Regions from separate parts of the Ovis aries genome. Here region 1 is linked to region 2. Evidence: chromatin contacts called from public Hi-C data. All regions are on one chromosome and are shown on one strand. Each heading gives the region's core, a stretch centred on a gene start, on an enhancer-like site or on the middle of the called end of the contact. The rest is flanking DNA. Distances are from core to core; before and after follow the strand shown.

Region 1 (4,072 bases), core at 344-2,843, 63 kb before region 2:
TAGAAAGCATCCTTCAAATCAATGACTGAAAAATAATTGTCTCATTCAGGAATTTCAGACAATAAAGTATAAGGATTAGGTGTGTATCTTAGAGCAAGTCTCCAATTATCCTTTGACTTTTTTACACCCAAAATAGAAGTATTGCATGGACTGTTACAGGGAATTAATAGCCCTTGTTCCTTTAAATTTTCATGTAAAATGAGTGTAAAATAGTACTAACTACCTTGAAGTTGCTCAGTCCTGTCTGATTCTTTGTGACCCCCACAGATTGTAGCCCCCCAGGGTCCTCTTGTCCATGGAAGTCTCCAGGCAAGAATACTGGAGTGGGTGCCATTCTCTTCTCCAGGGGATCTCTCCCACCTAGGGATCCGAACCCAGGTCTCCTGCATTGCAGGCAGATTGTTCACTGTATGAGCCACCAGGGAAGCCTGCTAACTACCTTATGCAGTTGTTTTCAGGACTAAAGGAGATAATGCAAGAAAGTTTAGCTATAATGGCTGAAAATTTTGTTTTCTAACCCTCTCTTCCCCTCCTAATGTAACCTCTCCTAAAGCCGGCTTACCACAGCAGAGCTGAAACTTCAAAACCACCTTTCAGTCAGGATCTCTGCAAGGGAATTAGTATGGTTTAAATTAATTTAATAACACCAAGATGTAAATGACTATCACCCACAGGCGGCCTGGAGAAAAATTTTGCATTTTTAAAGAGGATTAGCTGACTGGAAGGATTCAGAAAATACGGGACTTGTTTTTTGAGGAGGGTGAAGAGTTCCCTGAACCCTTCACCCCAAGATTGAAACCGTGCCTGGTAGGTAAAGCGGATTTTGGAAGGGAAGATTTAAAAAACACGTTTAATTAATAAGCACTCGAACTGCAGAACTAGTTCACCCTGCTTCGCACCAAGTGGCCTCAAAGATCAGAATGACCTTGGCCGTCCTTATATCGGAATGAATCCTCACTAGAAAGAAGGGCGAGAAAGACCAAAGCTCAACTGAATTTCCGGAAAGGATGTTTTTATTTGAATAAACTCTACCCAGTCGTTACTTCCTCACGCCTCTTAGCTAACTTTTAACCCTCTTTGGAGGGCTGGGTTGCCAGAGTTCTCTTCGGGGCGAAAAGACTGCAGAACTCCTGAGGGTCTCGGGGGTGGGACTGGTGGGGGGGGTGTCCCTCCGCCCTGCAATTTTCACCCGCCGGACCCCGGGAGGGGGCGAGCAGTGCGGAGACGGCGGAGAAAGTTTCCGGCTCTGCTTGGGCCCTCCCCCAAACCCGAGCTAGCCGGGCGGGGGCACTGATCTCCGAGGAATTGGCAGTTTCCGGGAGGCTGGGGTAGCGACCCGAAGCACAGACGCAGCCGTCTAAGCAGGGATGCGGGGGGCTCCCCAAATACTGCTCGGGAAGAGCAGCGCTCGTAGAACAGCCCAGCTACATACTCCCCACTCCCACCTGCGCCGGGAGTGACCAGACCGCCTGGGGCGCGTCCCAGGCCTCTCGGGGCGGGGCCCGCGGGGCGCGGGGCGGGGCTGGGGCGGGGTCGAGGCCCAGGGGGCGGGGTCGCTGGGTGTTTCTGGGGCCCCAGCCGCGCCAGGAGCCGGGCCGGGAAGCCGGGAGGGGCCGGGACGGCCGGGTTGAGCGGCGGCCGCAGCTGCAGCAGGACGGCCCGCCGGCGGCTTGCGGCCGCGCGCCGGGAACCTCGCGGGGCGGGCGGGCGCGGCACCCCCTGCCTGACCGCCAGCGCCCCGGGGAGGCGGCCCGCGCGCGACGGGACCAGCAGCATGAGCAGCGGCTACAGCAGCCTGGAGGAGGACTCCGAGGACTTCTTCTTCACCGCCAGGACCTCCTTCTTCAGGAGAGCGCCCCAGGGCAAGCTCCGCACCGGCCAGCAAGTGAGTGGTGTGCCCGTAGACGCAGTAGCCGGCGCCCAGTCGCTCCCGGGAAATCCCGGGGCGGCAGGACCCCAACTCCACGTGTCTCTGCGGGGTGCACGAGGGATGCTCGCGAGGAAGGAGGAGGCCATCGAGAAGGGGCTTCTGTCGGATCCCGGAGCAGTGCCTCGAACTGGTGCCTGCGGGCTTACGGGCTTGCGCTGGGCGCACCGGGGAGGAAAGCGGAGGAAGGGCGGGGAGGCGGAGGGCCCTCTCCCGCCTCCCGCGCCAGATGGCCTCTGCGACTCCGCCTCGGGCGGCCGGCGGCTGGGGAGCTGTTCTGAGAGCCTGGAGTCGTCCCCAGGCCACTCCCCACGTTTCCTCTGTGCCCGGGGACGCCCTTCGCCCCCTCGCGGTCCTCATGGAGGCCCCCTCTATTAGTCCGTTCATTGGCCTGTGGCCCCTGGAGTGTTTTGGGGGCCGTGTAACGGCCAGGAGTGGACGTCGGGACTCCGCCTCCCCTACCTTCCCTGTCGGAGCGCCTCTCGTGGCGGGGTGGGGGGCGCTGAGGGAAACGCGGGGCCTCGTCAGAGCAGGCGCTCAGTAAATCTGGGTGGCGGGAGTCACGGTGGTGCGTTTCCAGTAAAGTCACGTTTATAGGTGCATCTAATGTTTTGCAAACAAGTTCCGGTACTAGGTAGGAGCAGCCGGCGAGAGCTGAGCCTTCGGTCGGTTTCTTCCTTTTTTGGAGGAAGCGTGCAGTGGAAAGCATGACTTGGGAAAAGATTGGAAGGAAACTTGGGTTGGTTTCGCCGACCATGATTGTGTGTTTCAAGGAGGCTCGCCCGAAAGGGGACGCTTGGGCTGATGTCTGAGTCCGGTGCTTGAACCCCGCGGCCTCCTGGCCCTGGGAGCCTCAGCAGGGAAGTCCTGCCAACGCAGACGTACTGGTATCCGATTAGAGAAGGCTGGAATGGAACAAAATGATTGCTCTTAAAAAACAGCAGGCGCGCGCCCAACATTGCCATCAGACTTCTTTCTGGAGACTAGAGGCAAGGAAAATCAGGGCCGGATGATGGCTTATGGGAGGAGTGAGGACGGATTAGTGTGTCAGGATTTCCTTGCCAGACCTTTTAAGTTTTCTTAACCACTTTAGGAGGTCAAATTTCTTTTTAAGATTCGGAAGTTTTAGTTTTTTGAACCTCTTAACTTCCAAACCTGAAGAAGGGGCGAAAGGTAGGGAAGGGCAAGAGTCAGGTGCCCTTACTCAGTAGCTGATGATCCCAAGTGAAGTTCTGAGTCAATTGTTTCTAAGGCTTAGTCACTTTAACCTGAGGCTGCTATAACATATGCTAGGTGACTTCAACAACAAAGTTCTGTATTTCTGAAAGTTCTAGAGGCTAGATGTCTGAGATGTGGGTGCCAGCATGTTGGATTCTTTTTGGCCGTAGGGGTATGCAGGGGATCCCCCCAATCAGAGGTCAAACACTTGCCCCCAGGCAGTGGGAGCCAGGAGTCTTGACCATTAGATCACCAGGGAAGTCCCAGCATGTTGTGTTCTGATGAGGGCCCCTTCCTGGCTGTAGATAGCTGATAGCTATCTGGCAGTGCCCTCACTCCAGGAAAAGGGCTACCTCTCACCTTCTTATAAGGCCACTTATCCCATCCTATGGGCCACCTTGAAGACCTGATTACCTCCCAAAGGCCCCACCTCCAAATCTTATCACATTAGAGTTTCATCATGTGAATTGAGGGGTAGGGGGCAGAGGCAAACAGTTCATAGCAAGTGAAATCTTATTTTTAGTGAAGTGTATTCTAGCCATGAGTTTGCTCTGAAGTTTGGAAGTCAGGAATGCCTGCCTCTCCAGTCAGTGCATTGAAGAATTGCATTTCCTTCCTTTTTTTTTTTTTTTTCACTTTGCTTTTCTCTTTCTTGGGCTCTGCTTCCTTTCTCTTCTCTACTTGGTGCTTTTTTGTGTGTTTTTTTTTCTGTTTATGTCACTGTCATCATTTGACACTTTGAGTAGAGACTGTCAGAGACCGTTGTGCTCATTTGAAGTCTATCCCAGAGGCTACTAGTAGCTGCAGAAAACTAGTTGGTGTTGAATTCTCCAGGCATGAGATGCTCCTTTATGAGGGCCAAGGTATCCAGGTTGAATTGTATGAAAATGTTTTAATGCTTTAAAAAGAAAGAATGTTTTTTTCTGG
Region 2 (3,982 bases), core at 961-3,460:
GGTGTGGTCCCGCAAGCGAGGAACGTCTGACAGGTGCTGACTGTCCCCCATGGACTTTCTTGCGAGCGCTCATCAGGACTGAGCAAGGCATTTTGTGTGTCTGCTCAGTCGTGTCCGACTCTTGGCTACCCTTTGGACTGTAGCCTCCTAGGGTCCTCTGTCCATGGGACCTTCCAGGCAAGAGTACTGGAGCGGGTTGCCATTTCCTCCTGCAGGGGATCTTCTGGACCCAGGGATCGAGCCTGAGGCTCCTGCAGCTCCTGAATTGACCCTCTTGGGACTTTGCAGGCTTAGCTTTGTGTGGCAGCGTTTCTGTATTCATCACAGGGTTTCCGCTTTGCACATGTAAAGGACGTCTCGGGACACTGTTTTCCTACCTGCTAATCTAATGCTTTAAAATACAATTCAGGAGCATCGCATCTGACTTGCTGAAAGTGTCTTCTGAGCCTTGCAAACGGCTTGCTCACTAGTTCCTGGAAATCACTGCTTCATCCTGTGCTTTTATGTGCAGACCTGCTTTGGTTTGCTTATAGGTTCCTCCTTGATTGCAGTAGAAGAATCTCTCCTGGAGGAGATTTTTCTATTTTGCTTAGGTCCATGATACTTTATATGACGTCTTTGTTGGAACAGAACCTGGAAGGAAGACGTGTGAAGTCTTTACCTAGACCACGTTTCTCTCAGGCTATCTGTGAATTCCATTTGCAGCATGGCCAACCGGTCCAGGGAAGTGTAGTGTCAGGAAGGAGGGTGCTTGGTGTTTTATGCCCTGCGCAGTACAAGGCTGGCACCTGCTCCAGCTGTAATTGCACCCAGCACCCCAGTCTTCTACGGACATCAGTAGGTCACTGCCTGTTTCTTCAGCTGGAGAGGAGATGGAAAGTAGGAATTTATGAGTTTGGAATGGAACCTCACTTAGAGAAGGCGCCTGTTGACTTGATAAGTTTATCCCCCTCCACTGAGAGAGGCTGGTCCCCAGACTGGTCAGGAGTCAGAGCTGCTCCCCATGAGAGCCGCAGGACCACCAGTGGGGAGGTGATGACGCTCTTTACTCCTATCTTGGCGTGATGCGGATATGTATTGTCCTCCACTCAACCTAGGAATCTGGGCTATTTGCAATTTTTAGAGTCAGTTGTTTCTTGGAGAAGTCTGTGATGCAAACAAAACAATGCCACACATGCAAGGGGATGGGGCAGGGAGTAAGACAGACTCGACTAGGCTGAAAGAATGAATGAAGTCGCTCAGTCGTGTCCGACTCTTTGCGACCCCATGGGCTGTAGCCTACCAGGCTCCTCTGTCCATGGGATTTTCCAGGCAATAGTACTGGAGTGGATTGCCATTTCCTTCTCCAGCAGATCTCCCAATCCAGGGATCGAACCTGGGTCTCTCGCATTGTAGACAGACGCTTTACCGTCTGAGCCACCAGAGAAGTCATGACTAGGCTGAGAACCAAGAAAAGGCAGAAAGGCTGGGACCAGAGTGGTCTCTCCCAGTTTTAAGTGCTTGGTACACAGCTGGGCACCAGTAGGCATGTAATAAGTAGTTGTTGAATAATGGGTTGTATTGCTCAGGGGTCACAAAGAGTCAGACATGACTGTTATTTTCATAACAGTTCTATAAAGTTCATATTGTTCTGTACATTTTAAAAAGATGAGAAAACTGAGACTCAGGTTAAATAACTCACCTTTGCTCCTGCAGCTAGAATGTGGCAGAGCCATGACTCAGACCTAAGTATGCCTAAGCCTTAGACCACTGCCTTCACTAGGCTGAAACAGAAGGAGCAGTGGGGCCGTATTCATCTTCTCTCCTGCTCCCTCCCTCTGCCCTCCCATCTCTCTCCCTTTCTCCCTGCTCCCCCCTCGTAGTTATTCTCAGATGCTTTATACTTTGCTTAGGGTCTTTTTTTTGTTATATTTTTAACTCAAGAAATTATGCTGTATTTTATACAGTGCTGTTGTCAATTATATCAATAAAATTGGAAGAAAAAACTTTAATTGTGATATGATTTCAGAATTAGACAAAAAAATGACAGGAAGGGTGTAAGCAGTGTCCAGGTTTGCAGGGGTCTGTATATTCTTGGACAGTTGGGTTGTGAGCCCCTCCAACCTGGAGCCGGGCCACGCTGCCTTCACACAGTCTGAGCCACGCTGCCTGGGATTCCTGTGTGTCTGGGAGGTAGGGCGTGCCCCCTTTGAAAGGTCGGTGTAAAAACAGCAGTGTGACCTCACCCAGGAACTGAGGCAAACCCAAGAGCAGCTGTCCAGAGATTGCTAGGTATAAATATGAGCAAAGAGTCTAGGGTTTATAGTTTTGCATGGAAGAGCTCACCCTCTTAGAAACTGGAGGGTTTGGGGAATGTAAAAAGAAAAGTGGCTTATGAAAAAGATGACTGGTAACTAACTTCCCAAACAGACACTCTCAGGCGTGGCACCATACCCTCCCCAGCTGCCAAGAACAATAGCGGATGCGTTCACAGACTCCTGCGACCATGCCATTTCCTCCTCGCCATGCAATTACAGATGAATGTTTACGCTCCATGCTCTCTGCTCCACGCCCGCCACGTGGGTTTTTTTTTTTTTAACCCTCTCCTTGCTATCACCTTTGTACTCATGAAATCTACTTTTTCCCTTCTGGGTTCTGTTCTGCTAGTATAGTAGTAGTGTTAATAGCTTAGTCATGTCCAACTCTTTTGAGACCCCATGGACTGTAGCCTGTCAGGCTTCTCTGTCCATGGGATTCTCCAGGCAAAAATACTAGAGTGGGTTGCCATGCCCTCCACCAGGGGATCTTCCCGAACCAGGGATCAAACCCAGGTCTCCTGCATCGCAGGCAGATTCTTTACCATCCGAACCACCCGGGAAGCCCATAGGCATGCATTGTGCTTGGAGGACAGGCAGGAGGATTCTTCTGGTGTGAGAGGAAGGGCGAGGGTGTCCTCTTTTAAAGGGTTAAATAATCTAGACATTTCCCTAATCAGGAGACTTTACCCAGTTCCGACACTAAGAGAAACCAGTGTCCTCCAATCCAGGGCCTCACGGGCAGCTCCTAGGCCTTTCCCTTTGCTGCCAGACTCCTGTGCTCGGAGGAACTGAGCTTAGCTAACCTCCTGGAAGTCTTTTTTTCTCTGGCATTCCTCACTCACATGAAGATAGAGGTGCTGTGTGACGTTCCCTCATGGGGCAAGGTCTGGCCCACAGCTTCTGTTCAGAAAATACTTGCTGCATGAGTAGGCCTTGGTGAACAGTTGCTACCTCAGTTGACTGAAAAATGCAAGATCACAGAATAGTGTAGATCTTAAACTCTTATCAGAAGGAAAAAAAAAACTATGGGTGGTGATGAATGTAAACTAAACTTATTTTGGTGACCATTTTTATGTACATATAAAGTGATTATGTTTTACACTTGAAACAAACAGGATGTTACATGTCAAAGTCACTTCAGTCGTGTCCAACTCTGCGACCCTATAAACTGTAGCCCGCCAGGCTCCTCTGTCCAAGGGATTCTCCAGGCAAGAATATTGGAGTGGCTTGCCATCCCCCACTCCAGGGGATCTTCCTGAACCAGGGATTGAACCTGAGTCTTCTGTGTCTCCTGCATTAGCAGGCGGGTTCTTTACCACTGTCACCACCTGGGAAGCCTACTATGTTATATACCTTAAACTGTTATAATATTGTAAATCAATTATACTTGATTTATAAGTATATATGGTATTTAAAGAAAATACAAGCTCACAGCCCTTTAGGGTTTAGTTGCTTCTCTGGGATTTGCTTTGCAGTTGATCTTTTAATGAGATTTTAGGTTTGGAAGAGATCTTGGAGACCTTTGGATCCAGCTCTTTTCTGTTGTTGCTTCCTGTGTTTGCTGGGTTTTTCATCTCTGAGAAAGTCGGCTAAGTGGTTTACACAGGCGTGTCTCAGTTATGCATATGTGGACGACCCGGGTCAAGTTTCTCTTCCCAGGCTGGCCTGCTCCTTTGACTAAAGCT

Evidence for each region. Hi-C and Micro-C count contacts between places; a contact is called where the count stands out from the background.
Region 1: a Hi-C map of muscle shows a contact between it and region 2, with 2.9 times the contacts expected there. The contact joins the promoter of RASSF3 here to the enhancer-like site in region 2. A contact is called at or near these places in 6 of 16 Hi-C or Micro-C datasets (blood, muscle, omental adipose tissue and 2 more).

Annotation. Positions count from the first base shown.
Region 1 is chr3:155,350,735-155,354,806 of ARS-UI_Ramb_v3.0, reverse strand. RASSF3 (Ras association domain family member 3) reads left to right here and starts at 1,593. Exons shown (of 5, transcript XM_004006496.5): 1 at 1,593-1,885. The coding sequence starts at 1,775. It overlaps LOC121819126 (a long non-coding RNA gene), which reads left to right. Exons shown (of 3, transcript XR_006059343.2): 3 at 1-1,040.
Region 2 is chr3:155,288,754-155,292,735 of ARS-UI_Ramb_v3.0, reverse strand. All of the region lies in intron 1 of RASSF3 (Ras association domain family member 3), which reads left to right. Among named protein-coding and RNA genes, the nearest start is that of RASSF3, 62 kb to the left of the region's middle. Within about 2 kb of position 2,210, at least 22 of the 54 cell types and tissues checked have an H3K27ac peak or open chromatin away from gene starts, as enhancers often do. A contact at or near this core is called in muscle, where this site is marked.